Regions from separate parts of the Cricetulus griseus genome. Here region 1 is linked to region 2. A link is a contact called in public Hi-C data. All regions are on one chromosome and are shown on one strand. The core of a region is the stretch at or near the end of the contact, and the rest is flanking DNA. Distances in the headings are between cores, read along the strand shown.

Region 1 (7,179 bases), core at 3,364-5,863, 270 kb after region 2:
TATTTATTTCTTACTTTATCCTGGTGATCAAAGAAGGTATGTTTTTTGCATGCTATCTGTTTTTTATGTTTATTGAGTCATAAGTTATAGTCTCCATGTTTTGTATCCTAAAAAATCTTGCATATGAACCTTGTGCATGTGTGCAGTTGTTTTGAACAGTGTTCACATATGTTTGTTAAACTGCTTGGTTCATTGTGTGCTCAACTTCACTATTTTTTTCATGCTGATATATAGTTCTTTGTTATGGAGAGTTGGGCATTTTGGTCTCTGGCTACTATTGTCAAACTGTCCATTTCTCCTTTCAAGTCCAATACTTTTTCCTTCTGACTTTGTGCACCATAATTTAGTGTGTGGATGTTTAAGGCTTTATCTCCTTGCTATGTTGAATACTTTATTAACTTGTACAATGTCCTTCATGTCCTTCTTTCTCTTGTAGCCATTTTTTTAGATAGGACTCCATGATCTGATATCAGTGCAGCTATCCATGTTCTCCTCTGTTCCTGTTTACATGCATGTCTTTCCCTGTCTTTACATTTTTTATTCTTTTTGTGTCTTTGAATATAGAGTGTGATTTCTTACAGCATTGTAGAGTTATATGGTTTTATCCATTGTACCTGTTACTTTCTTCTTATTGCGAAGTTTCATCCATTTTAAGTAGTTATTGCTATGGAGGTATTTATTCTGGTATTATTTTTTATTGCTGTACAGACCTTTATTCCTTATTTCCTGCATTGTTATCTTAATTTGTTTAGTTGATTTTTATTGAAATATATTAATTCCCTTTAATTTCCTTTTGTTCATTTTTATAGCTATTTTCCTTGTGTCAACATGAGGATTATATTTAATATTTTGAAGCTCTGATCTTTCATTTTAACTCTCTCAATGTTTTCATTTTCTCATTCTGTATGTCTGACTGATAGGTGATACCCACCACCCAAGCTGTCATCTGATGCCTTCTGTACCTATGCCTCTAGATGTTGGTGGATCTGGGTCTATTTCTAGGCTTCACCAGGTTCCAGCAAACTTCTTTCCCTTGCTTTGCATTGCAGAAAACAATGTTTTGGAGATGATTATGGCTCACAAATATCTTAAAATGAAGAGAGGTCGAAAAGATTTTTTTCATTATGATATTAGGCATCATGAAATAGGAGATCACTTAAATACAATTATAAACATAATAAAAAAGTTAAATGTACAAAATGCTATAAACTAAGTGCGATAATATTCAAATATCCAAAAGGATAATGCATAGTGAACAAGCAGAGTTTATTCTAGAGATGTGGATCTGTTATATTATGGTTCCTGATACTTTAAAAACACAGATTCCTAGATGGTGAAGCCTGTGGCTTAAAGAGATGTTAAGACCAGGATTGAAAAACTCTTTGGATCTTCTGGCTCAAGACCTTTTTTAGAAGTCTAGGGTTGAGAAAAGAATGCGAGTCAACAAATATGAATACCAGCCTTCATTATCCAGCTTAATTCTATTCTTTCCTTAGAATGATTTTTCCTATAAAGAAACTTTTTTTCAGACCCCTGACTACCTATATATGTGTAAACATAATGAAACTGCAAAATCAAGATACTAAAGACTTAACAGTGGTTTGGGAAGGAAAGATAATACTATGTCAGCCTACGATGGTCACTGTAGAAGGGTCTTTACCCCAAAAAGTGATTCAAGGAAAAGTATGAGCAGATAGAAAAGACATTGGTGAATTGAGGATAACTCAATGGAAATTACTGTGACCAGGGAACAGAAAACATGAACGACTAAAGAAAAGTGAACAGAATCTCAGGGACCAGTGGAAGAGTGTCCCATGAATCCAGTTCCTACGGGAGGAGGCCCAGAGAAGAAAGAATGGGTGGCTAGAGAATCTATCTGAGTTATGGTTGAGTTTTCAAATTTTGATGAAAAGCATGAATACAACCCACAAAGTTTATCAAACCTCAAGGAATGTAAGAGAAAAGAGGATGAAGTGGACACCTTGAAATCAAACTTTCACGACACAAAGACAGAGGATCTCTGGAAATAGGAAGACAGAAGGAACATGTCACAGACACAGCACATCCTGAGCAGAGCTTCCATTAGAGTCTTTGGGGACCATGAAGCAGGAGGTCTATATACCTATGTATAATGTGCTAAAGTTCAGAAAATGGAAGAAATACACCTGCCAACCACTATTCTATATCCAGCCAAACTGTCCTTCAGAAATGAGGGAGAAATGAAGATATAGATAGAACTATTACAAAAAATCAGTCACCATGGGAGTTTGTCAGGCTGTCCTTTTGTAAGCATGCCCAATACTTCCCCACTGGCTCCCTAAAATCTGTTGCTCATCTGTCTTCCATTTCCAGAATATTAACATTATTCTAATGTTGGAGGGGAAATAGAGAGAATCACACTTACCTCACCTTCTGGAGTAGAAGTTCTTCATCCTTTGAGTTTTTACAGAAGCCTCCAGCCTGATAGCCCTCCATCCACACCAAGCTACCAATTTGTAAGCACTTGTGAGTTAATACTTTACAAGTTACCCTGAATCTAAAAATACATAGCAAAGTATTATGACTAACATAAAGCAATAAAGTTCCTGAATGAAAAAACACCAACTAATTCATATTTAACTATAATAAAAAGAAATGACTCATAGGGGAGGCATTTTTTTTTTGCTGTAGCTGAGTAAACACTAGCCTGAGTTTTGTGCTTTCCAAGTGCTTCATCATTTGTCTATCTTAATTTTTGTGAGTGTGTGTTTCTTCTTCACTTGGCAAAGACTGTGTGGAACTGGGGTGTTTTTCCCCAACGTTTTGTAGAATCCCTGGGTAATATTACAGAGATGGGAAGATTTCTTTTTTAACAGTTAAAATTATGAGTTGAATGAACTTAAAAGTTATGGAACCCATTTGACTTAGGTAATCTATGTGTTGTTTTCAAGTTCTAAAGAGTCATTCCCTTCTAAAGTGTTGCATCTGTGCTCACAGCACTATGCATGCCCTTCCTTCCCTGCCCATGCTCTTCATGTGCAAGCTTTGTAGGGAGAACATATTTGATCCTTTTTTTTCTTTCTTTCTCTTATAAGATAAACCAAAAACTATCCTATCAAAGTTGGAAAGGACAAACCAACAGAAGGAGAAGAGCCCCAGGAGAAGAGACAAGAATCAGAAACCTACCATTTCCACATTCAGGAATATCATAAAAACACTAAATTGGAAGTCATAATATATATGCAGAGAACAAATATGTGCAGGTCCCATGCATGCTACCACAGTCTCTGAGAGTTTGTTATTTTTTTTCTTGTTTATGTTGATTTAGAGGGCCTTGCTTTCTTGGTGTCTTCCAGTGCCTCTCTCTGCCTCCTCTTCTGTGAGGTTCCCTGAGCTCTGAGGGGAGGGATTTGATGGAGACATCCCATTTAGGGCTGAGTGTTTCAAGGTCTCTCATTCTTTGTTTAATGTCTGACTGTCTATCTCTGTACTTGTTCCCATCTGCTGTAGGAGGAAGCTTGTCTGAAGATGGCTGAACAAGGCAGTGATTCATGAGTATTGCAGAATTTGATTCTTAATTTTTTGGAAAGTATTGTCCTTTTTCTTTGTGACACTGGGAAAAGTTTGCCAATTTTATCGATCTTTTGAAGAAACTTTTATTTCATTGATTTTCCTTATCTCCCCACCCCACCCGAATGAAGGACTAAACTCAGGGCCTCACACAAGCTAGGCAAATAAATACTCTACACCTTACATGTCCAGCCCTCTTATTACTTAATGTTTTTGGTTTTGCTTTTTTTTTTTTTAAATGGACTTACTAAGGTGCCATGAAGCTTGAACTTAACCCTGTAACCCAGAGAGGCCTTGATGTTGATCCTTAGGCTTCTTTCTCTGCCTTCCAATTAGATAATACCACTCGGTTCTTTGATTTTTTTTCCCCCTTACTGTGTGAATCATAAGGGTACAAATGTTTCTAATCAGCGACAGTGCATAAAAAGAGTTGATAATGATAGACCACAGAGGGAGAGAGAGTGAGTATCTTTGGAAAAAGAAAAGGTTTGATGAAGTACAGGTATGTAATGAAGTCTTTAATTCTAACAGTAAATTTTTCTTATTTAAATTGGATGGTGTCCACTCATATATAGGAAAGAAACAGTTTTAATGTCAACATACTTAAAAAGTGAAATATAAATACCAATCTCAGATGCAGAAAGCACCCTTCATTGTTCACTGACACTACCCACTCTTTCAAATACTTTTCCTTCTACTGTTTACTAAAAGGGGGCGAGTTAGAGAAAGTCACACTCCAGGACAATAAGTGCAAACTTAAATTCTTTTACTACAGAAAACAGAACAAGTTTAAGAAATTAAACAGTTAAGAGAATAATACTTGAATTTGGGGTCTGTGCCTTTTACTGATAAATATATAAGCTAGCTTTGTGTATTTTAATGTGAAAAAATAATAAAACATGGGCTGAGACACTGAGAGAAAAGACAGAGTTGGCATGTTTCATCTCACATTGGACCTGACTGCCATAAGCACACAGGGCTGAAGCAGAAGAGAGACTGTCCTAACTCTAGACAGTCCCAGGCTGCTCCTGTCTCCAGTCAGCCCTGTGGGCTCTTTCCCAGACTCCACAGCCAAGTAGGACACAGCATCGCAGCTCTCATTTCCTTGGTAACCTGGACCAAGGTTTATTGCTGTTTGTTATGAAAGGGGACTCTCTATTGCTGTTCTCATAGGAGCAAAACAAGTACACGAGGTAGAAAAGACAGAAAGCAGAACTGGGATCGGCTCTGAACCGAAATCCATTTTCCTTTCTCAAACCCAGAATGTCGGGGCCGCTGTGGCCCCCACCTTGCTCACTCCTTCCTTCTAATGGCAGATACTCTGTCGGGCCGGAGAACTGTCTGTCTCTTTGTGTAGCCGGGGTGGATCATTCTGGATTTCAACACTGTTCTCATGATGTAAGGCCGCTTTATCAGCTCCTCCCTAAGTCTCTTTTAAACACAATAAACTAACTGTGTCTTCACATTCTTCAGGGAAGTCAATCTTTTTGGTTCACAGAGAGAAGAAACGGAAGAATTTTTTTCCTCCAAGTGAAATATCTTATTAAACTAATCCTAGTATAAATAAGGGGAAAAGAGATGATTCCAAGAACCATTGAGGAGAGTAACAACGCCTTTTATTTACAAGCCATTTTTACCAGTTCCAATGTAGTCCTACATCTGTTTTCTTGACATTTCCAACCCCGAGACTCCAGATATTGGTAATATGAATTAGAGATACAATAGGAAAATATGAAACCAAAAGAATGTGTAATGTGCTTAGTGAATAGCAAAAGAGATTTAATGCTAAAAAATGTCCCCAAATAATTAAATTTCAGTTTAAAAAGTCATTCAGAATGTTTATGAAACCTAATTTGGGAAACAACTATTTTAAATTATTTTGAGACTCAAGAGGTCTTTATTTCCAAATTGGAATTTCTCCAACTGTTTGCATATTTTGAATTAACTATGCAGGGTTTTTCAGAATTGTGTGGGGAAGGCCCAGAAAACCTTACACAACTTGTTAGGAAAAAGATATTTTCCCACTTATTAAAGATTTCAAATTATTATATGAACTCTGTGAAAAATAATGGAAATCATGACATAAAATACTAAGTCAATTTTATTCTTTCATTCCCTATACATAGCCTTCTTGAGGGCATGACACACTACCTATTTCTTTTTATTTCCCCCAAAACTGTTTCACACACTTTTTTAAAAAAAAAAAAAAAAACAGTTGCTTTATGTAGTTTTGTAGAATATTGAATTAAAGTTTTATTGTTGCCTTTCATTTTGGTGTTCAGGAAGTGCACATATATAGTCATGCACGTACACATATGTATCTGTTTGTTTTCAATTAAAAATAGTGTCTGAGTGCAAGCAGTGAGAGGGCCAGGTGGTTTGTCACTACCGGCTAGCCTTTGTAATTCTAGCCCAGGAATTCTTTAACTGGAGATGCTAATTCCTTTTTTAAAATTTTAATCTTTGATGAATGAAGTATAATCTATTAAATTCCTCTGTAAACTGTTTGAAAAATGATTCCAATATTTTTCAAAATGACCAGTACACAATCATTCTAGTTTCATGATGTCCTCATTAAAATTAGATAGTTCATTGGTGTCTAAGTAATTTCAGTTTCCTTATGTGTTATACTTACACTGTTTTGGTAATGAGGGTGAATACATTGTAATATCTATTACCTAATAATCTTTGCCCTTCTTAAAAATTGTTGGTTCAGATGAGGAAAATGAAATTCAGGAAAGTTGGATGATAATCAAGAAAAGTGTACTTTAATAGAAGTTAAGCAACCCTCTAGTCCTCTGAAAATTAAAATCTAGTTTCTACCATACCATCCTAAACGCAGTTATCTTCTGAAGTAGTAATTCTGATTAACTTAGCTTGCAGGGTATTATATATTGGTGTGAGATTTCCTGAGTATAACATTTATGGCTTTGTCTATAGGATTTATGATTGTGTTATTTTCAAATCACAGGGTTTTTTTTTTCCTACAGATTTGACGTATTTGATTCTCCAAATTTTGCTAATGCTAGTGACAACCAGTAACAAGCATTTCAATTCAATAAATTATTTTCCAAAATTTTCAAATGTTCTAATATTACTTTAAATCTTTTGAGACTTGAGAAGTCTCTACAAAATCCCCCTAACCACTTGTATGTTTTGAGTCAATTGTGTTTTGCAATACATAGAATAATTTCTGGATATTGCATTAGCTTTATAGAACATGTTATATAAAATCAGAATGACTGATTTTAGCTTGTCTTTCAGGGTGGTTTTATGGACACAAGGGTCCATTATTTTTCTGATAAGGTTTCAGGAAGATTAGAATAAAAATAAAGTCAGTAATACAGAGATCCAGCTTTCTTTATCAGTGCTGGGGTATCAGAGAAAGTTAGACTTTCACTAAAGTCTTATATATCGCATGTTTTCACTGTCTCAGTATCTGGGGTTCAACCCAGGCCCTTGTGAAACTGGTGAAACCTTCTAGCACTGATTCAAGTCCCCAAGCCCGGAGCTGTTTGGTAAGGCTTACTTGCTCACTTCTGTTGCTCTTTGAGTTTCACTTATCGTGAATCCTATTTAATTCTATGCTACTGGATGTAAGCGCATCCAAGCTTGGCTCAAGGGAGAATT
Region 2 (6,515 bases), core at 1,620-4,119:
ATATTAAATCGGGCAGTGGATAAAATGACCTCTTTTAGGTGATTGAATTTAGCTACCTAGTGAAGTAGTGTGTCTCTGCATCTATGTAATCTTCTCTAGTGTAATTTTGTTTTTTGAGACAGTCTCTTACTGAACCTGGAATTCCCCACTTAGGCTGGGCCGTCTAGCTGTCTTGACAGCCAACAAGCTCTCAGGAGGAGATTGTCTCCACACCCCCAGTGCTGGTGTGACTGGTGATTGCTGTCATACCAGTCATTTTTTTCTTTCTCCATTATTTTATTTGAATCAGAAACAAGATTGTTTTACATGCCAATCCCAGTTCCCTCTCCCTCCCCTCCTCCCCTCCCACTCCCCCAACTAAAACCCTACCTTTCTGCTCCCCGGAGGGGGAGGGGGTGAGGCCTTCCATAGGGGGTCTTCAGAGTCTGTCATATCCTTTAGGATAGGGCCTAGGCCCACCCCCGTGTGTCTTGGCTCAGGGAGTATTCCTCAATGTGAAATGGGCTCCCAAAGTCCACACCTATGCTAGGGATAAGTACTGAACTACTACAGGAGGTCCTGTAGATTTCCAAGGTCTCCTCACTGACACCCATGTTCCTGGGGTCTGGATCAGTCCCATGCTGGTTTCCCAGCTGTCAATCTGGGGGCCAAGAGCTCCCCATTGTTCTGGTCAGCTGTTTCTGTGGGTTTCACCAGCCTGCTCTGGACCCCTTTGCTCACCACTCGTCCTTCTCTGCAACTGGATTCCAGTTCAGTTCAGTAATTAATTGTGGGTGTCTGCTTCTACTTCCATCAGCTGCTGGATGAAGGCTCTAGGATGGCATATAAGTCAGTCATCAATCTCATTATCAGGGGAGGGCATTTAACGTAGCCTCTTCTCTGTTGCTTAGATTGTTAGCTGCATACCAGTCATTTTATATGATACTGGGCATCTATGTTTGTACAACAAGCCTTTTAGCCTCTGAGCCATCTCCCAGGCCCTGGGAACTCTTTATAAGGCCATTGGTCCTATTTGTTTCCCAAAATGCCACCTCACACCAGCAGCATATGATGGTCAGATTGCAGGATGTGTCTCTGGGTGGTGGTCGGGATGAGGTCTGAGGGTCACATGGGAACATCCAGATGGCACCATTCAACAAAGTTGTAGTATAGGACTCTGAAGCGTGCATGTCTTTAACAGCTTTTCAGAGCCTGTGACGTGTAGCTGGATCCTCAAACACTGTGCAGATAGACTTCATACCTTGCTGCCTTGCCGTGCTGTGCTCCTGCTCTCAAAACTGTGTGGTAAAAGCAGATTTCCAAAGATAAGTCACTTTTCTGAGAATCTACAAGATTCAGATTTTGGCTTTGCTGCCTCTGCTGGAGGTGACAGGGGCAATACAGGCTGTGACAGTTAAGAAGTGAGGAACTACAAACTGAGATTAAACTACCCCTACATATAATACCCACACACAGTGGACCGGTTGTAGTAAACATACATGCAAGTGACTAGTTCCACAGCATAGGCAGCCAGTCTCGCTGAGTCAGTGAACTCAATGTTTCTCAAGAGAGTCTCAAAATAAGGTCAGAGCCTCGAGATGGCTCAGTGGGTAAGAGAGCTTGCCTCAAAAGCCTGGCAGCCTGACACAGATACCCAGAATGCACAGAAAAAGAGCCAGATGCATTGTTGTCCATCTGTAATCCCAGCACTCCTGTGGGGAAATGGGAGGCAGAGACAGAAAAGGCCAGTTAGGCTGGAGTATGCTGCACAGAATCCGATTCAGGGTGAGATTGAAGGCGAGAACCTGTAAAGTTGTCCTCTGAGTTCCACATGCTCCTCACAAATGCATACACTCATGCACTTGCGCACACAACAACCACAATCAATAAAAAAATACGAGGTAAAAAGCAGGACTGCTAAGATTACTTTCAGGGAGAAGTCAGACCTTGGGACCCATATGGTAGAAGGAGAGAAGCCCTTCCTGCCAGTTGTCCTCTGACCTCCGTGTTCACTCGGTTGTGCATGCTCAGCCATACACACATACACACACAAAATAAATGACCAGAATGTAATTGTAAAGGAAAGGGTGGAGAGGGAGGGAGGGAGGGAGGCACCTGACCTTGGCCTCTGGCCTCCACATTTACACGAGCATTGAATGTGCAAGCATGCGTGTTAAAAATTAAAATTAAAAAAATCTAAACATATGAAAACATGAAATTCAGGCAAGAGTTTACCTCCATTGGGTGCAGAGGGAATGAGGTAGAAGTCAGCTCTGATGACTTCAGTATTTCAGTATTTGCATCATCGCAAAGCCTGCACTAACGGAGTATTTATTTACACAGGGATCCCATTCTTTTCTCACATTTCTCTTAGAAGTTTTAGCTAACTCAGAGAGATAAGAACACAAGCAATAAAGGCAGAATGAAGTGAGGGTTTTTGTTTTGCACATGATAGTATTATCTGGAAAAACATGATAATATCAATTAAAAATATCCATGAAGAGGCTTGAGAAATAACCCAGAGGGTAAGGGTACTGGCTGCTCTTCTGGAGGTCCGGGGTTCTGTTCCCAGCACCCACGTGGCTCCTCACAACTAGCTCTAACTCCAGTTCCCTGTATATGGCGCCCTCTCCAGGCTTCTGCAGGGGCTGCATGCATGTGGTACATACACATGCAGGCCCAAACACCCATGCATAAAATACTACTTTTAAAAATTCATGAAAACTGATAAAACGCTAGTGAAGGATTGAATTCTTGGTGGTAATATCTTCCACTTGCGATAGACTTTGTGCCAGAAATTCTGCTCAGCACTTTACTTTCACATTTCAATGACAACTGACCTCTGTGTCGCGCTCTCTCTCTACGAGAATGAGGAAGTGGCTCTTGCTGACCAGGATTGAAAATGGTTTTGTATGACTCATAGCTGGTGCCCAGAAACACCGTTAGCTTCTCTCTAAACAAATATTGACTTCAGGTTTTTTTTTTTTTTTTTTTTTTTTTTTTTTTTTTTGTGTGTGTGTGTGTGTGAAGAGACACCATGTCCATGGCAGCTCTTACAAAGAGAATATTTAATTGAGGTGGTGGCTCACGTTCAGAGGCTCAGTCCATTATCACCATGTGGGGAGCACGGCGGTGTGCAGGCAGATGTGGTACTGGCTACGTCTTGACCAGAGGGCAGCAGGAAGTCAACTGACTGTCATACTGAGTGAAGATTGAGAAAAAAGCCCCCAGAGCTGGCCCCCGCAGTGACACACTTCCACCAGCAAGGCCACACCTCCTAATAGTGCCATTCCCTTTGCAGGTCGTTTTCTTTCAAACAACCATAATCAGTTACCAGGAAAGTTGTGCAGGGAAAATGTGCCTTCCTTTGATGGGGGGTACTGTCCAAATATGACGTCACCTGTCTTATTTAAAAATACATGTACCTGGGCCTGGGAAAATGGTTCAGCGGTTAAGAGCACTGGCTGCTTTTCCAGAGAGGTCCTGAGTTCAATTCCCAGTAACCACATAGTGGCTCATGACCATCTATCTATAATGGGATCTGCTGCCCTCTTCTGGCATAAAGTCGATAGAACACTCATATACATAAAATAAATAAATCTTTAAAAAAGGTTGACAAAAAGAAAATAATTGTACCTCAGATGGACCAAATATGTATGCAGAGTAAATGAGAATATGTCCTAAGCAAGTTTGCAGAAGACAAAAGACAAAAGAAAGCTGCCTTTGGGGCTGGGGATGCTCAGCAGCGAAGCATGCTGGCTGCTCTTACCGAGGACCAGGCTCAGTTCTCACACCCACAGAGCGGCTCACAACCTGTAACCCCAGTTCTAGGGGACCCAGCACCTTCTTCTGACCTCCACGAGCACTGCACTCACCTGGTGCACATACAAACATGCAGGCAAAGTTCCCATACTAAATAAAAGTAAATTTGTCTTAAAAAAAAAACTGCCTTTAAAAATCCACCTTTTCTCTCCCCTTTCTTTTAAAACAAAATTTAGACTGCAACTTCTCCGTCAGTATTATTCAGTTACAATATAATCGTATTAATAATTGAAACTATGCCTTGATCGGATGGGTGTGCTTTTGCATTTCCCCTCCAAGAAGTTAAAGTTGCTTCCATGAGGCGCTGATTCGGCCTCGCTGCCTCTCAGCTGGAAGCCATCGCTCATGGTGTGGACATGGCTTTTGTTCGTGTGTTCTAGTTCATTTTTAACTTCTGCTCTTCTTGTCTTGGAGACCCTTGGACTCTCACAAAAGTTTGCTTTGAGCTGCTTCCCTCTGGAAAATGCTGGGATCAGCCTCAGGCTCTTGCCCAGCCCTCCCTGTCGAGCCTCATTCCTCTGGAGTGTGCCAGGAGAGTTTAAGTTTAGGCGGCCCAGGTTCCATGTCACTTCTGCTTCGTAATCGCTGGCTAGGACGAGAAGGGACTTTAGAGAGGTCAATGAGCTCACGTGGCTTCTTCCGGAATGTTGGTCTTCGACAGACAGCTTTTCCCTTCTTCTCAAACATGCAAACTCCTTAACGGGACCGAGCCCTGCGGCGGCGGACAAGCATGGCTCGAGGAACAAGGCTGCCCCCGTGTGGTGGGAAACGCGAACAGAGGAGGGCTTTACACGGAGAAGTATGAGAAACAGGAAAGTTAGTAAAGGTGAGCGTCCATGAATAGTAATGGCAATTTGCAAATTATTTGTAATTGGTACCAGGCTCTTAGAACTGCAAAACGCAAAATACTCTCACCAGTGAGTGAAGCAAGTCTTCAAGTACTAAATGCTGACACAGACCTTGCCTTCCAGAGTGGTGCGATTTCCGCTCTAGTTTCAGGGCAGCAGAACTGTGGACTGAGGTCTACTTCCTTTTAGTTTTATGTTTTGAGATATAGTCTCCCTATGCAGCCCAGGTTGTTCTTAGACTCGGGAGCTGCCTTAGCCTCCAGAGAGCTAGGATCACAAGTGTGCATTGTCACATCTGGCTTTTTTGTTGTTGTTGTTAAGTACAAAGTGGAGGTTTGAAAACCCCATTTCATAGAGGTGCATCCTGAGTGTGTAATGATTCTAGCAAGCTGAGGCAGGGTAAGAAGCGCACAATGGAAAACTCAGCCTGCCCAAGTGGTACTTGTTGGTATTTCCGTCCCAGGCTAATGTACAGTCGCAGCGTATACATGCATGTTCACCCATGTTCACTGGAATTTGCAAAGAGGGGTAGAGGGTTAGGGTACCATACCGATGGCTGCTCTCTGGTAATGGAAAGGTCTCTGCTCCACAGCATAGCATCCCCTGAGGATGTCAACACCTCAGTGACTAAACACAGCTGGAAAATAGATGCTCCTCATTTTAGACTTTTAAACTATAAAGCTAGAGTAGTTGAAAACAAGAAAACCGGTACTATAGAGGAGGAAGAAAGGGTTACTGGAGGAGCTCCGGTCACGAAGCATGATCAAGAAGTTAAGTAAGCCCTGGCCCCTGACATATTTGAATTCATAACCTAGTGCTACCACTCAGGTCGTCATCTTGGGCATGCTATTTAACCTCTCCAGCCTTCAGTTTCTCATCCTGAACACGAAATCGTAATACCTAGGTTTTGGCAAGGACTGACTCAAAGGATACACATGGCAATTAGGCCTTGCCTAGCTCTCGCCCAGAGCTCCATAACTATTGGGCTGATAGAGTCACCCAGGAACAGTAGAGACATGTGTACAGCTAGAGTCCGTGTGCCCACAATGAAACTATCAAATTGCATGATGAAAAACAGCTCCCCTGCGTTTTTAAAGGCATTTACAGGAAATGCGTTATTTAACACGTAATAGTCACCCAGTACCTTAGTGGAGGTACCTGGAACTTAACACATCTCCAAATTTCTCTGTCTGTATGAGAAATCAAGCCTGAGTTTGTTGAATGGAGTGCTGGTTTTCTATTCATGTGGCTCCAAGATTCACTGGTCAGGTGCATCATCACTAGTTGGATGTCTTTGGACCTCGTTTTCCCCACAGAATTATAGCTACTACTCATATACTGCTTACAAAATATCATATTAATTATGATACCAGGGATGTGATACAGGCAAATACCTCTGTTAGAGAAAACCTCGATCAATGTATATATATATATATATATATATATATACTATATATATATATATATTTGGTGGTGTTCTCTTGAAATTCTTTGATGATGGCGGTGATGGCGACTGACACGTCCAGAGAAATCCTGAGACTTAGGAAGCTGGTGATTGGTTTACAAGTCCATTTGGTCTCCTGAGTAGAAAAGTGAGATCACAGGAAGACAATTATGTGGCAGTCGTCCGGTTTGATGCTCCTCAACTCCAAATCTGTGTGTTCTCCTGCAAATCTCCTGGACAGTACAGTGGCGCTGTAAATGTCCAGCCGCTCCGCGCTACATTTTGTCAGTAGAGGGCGCCAGAGGGACGCTGTAGGAGAAGGCTCTTCTTTCTAACTGGCTCACAAGCTTGTTTGCAAGCTTATTTGATGGGGCAGATAGTCGCAGTTATAGCAGCTGGAACACTTTTGGAGTAGAACTCCG

The links. Hi-C and Micro-C count contacts between places; a contact is called where the count stands out from the background.
Region 1: a contact with region 2 is called in a Hi-C map of liver, with 5 times the contacts expected there. The contact joins two enhancer-like sites. A contact is called at or near these places in 5 of 8 Hi-C or Micro-C datasets (the CHK-Q cell line, the CHO-K1 cell line, fibroblasts and 1 more).

Annotation. Positions count from the first base shown.
Region 1 is chr2:242,374,833-242,382,011 of CriGri-PICRH-1.0, forward strand. No RefSeq gene overlaps it. Among named protein-coding and RNA genes, the nearest start is that of Eya4, 100 kb to the right of the region's middle. Within about 2 kb of position 4,614, at least 1 of the 6 cell types and tissues checked has open chromatin away from gene starts, as enhancers often do.
Region 2 is chr2:242,108,207-242,114,721 of CriGri-PICRH-1.0, forward strand. No RefSeq gene overlaps it. Among named protein-coding and RNA genes, the nearest start is that of Tbpl1, 17 kb to the left of the region's middle. Within about 2 kb of position 2,870, at least 2 of the 6 cell types and tissues checked have open chromatin away from gene starts, as enhancers often do.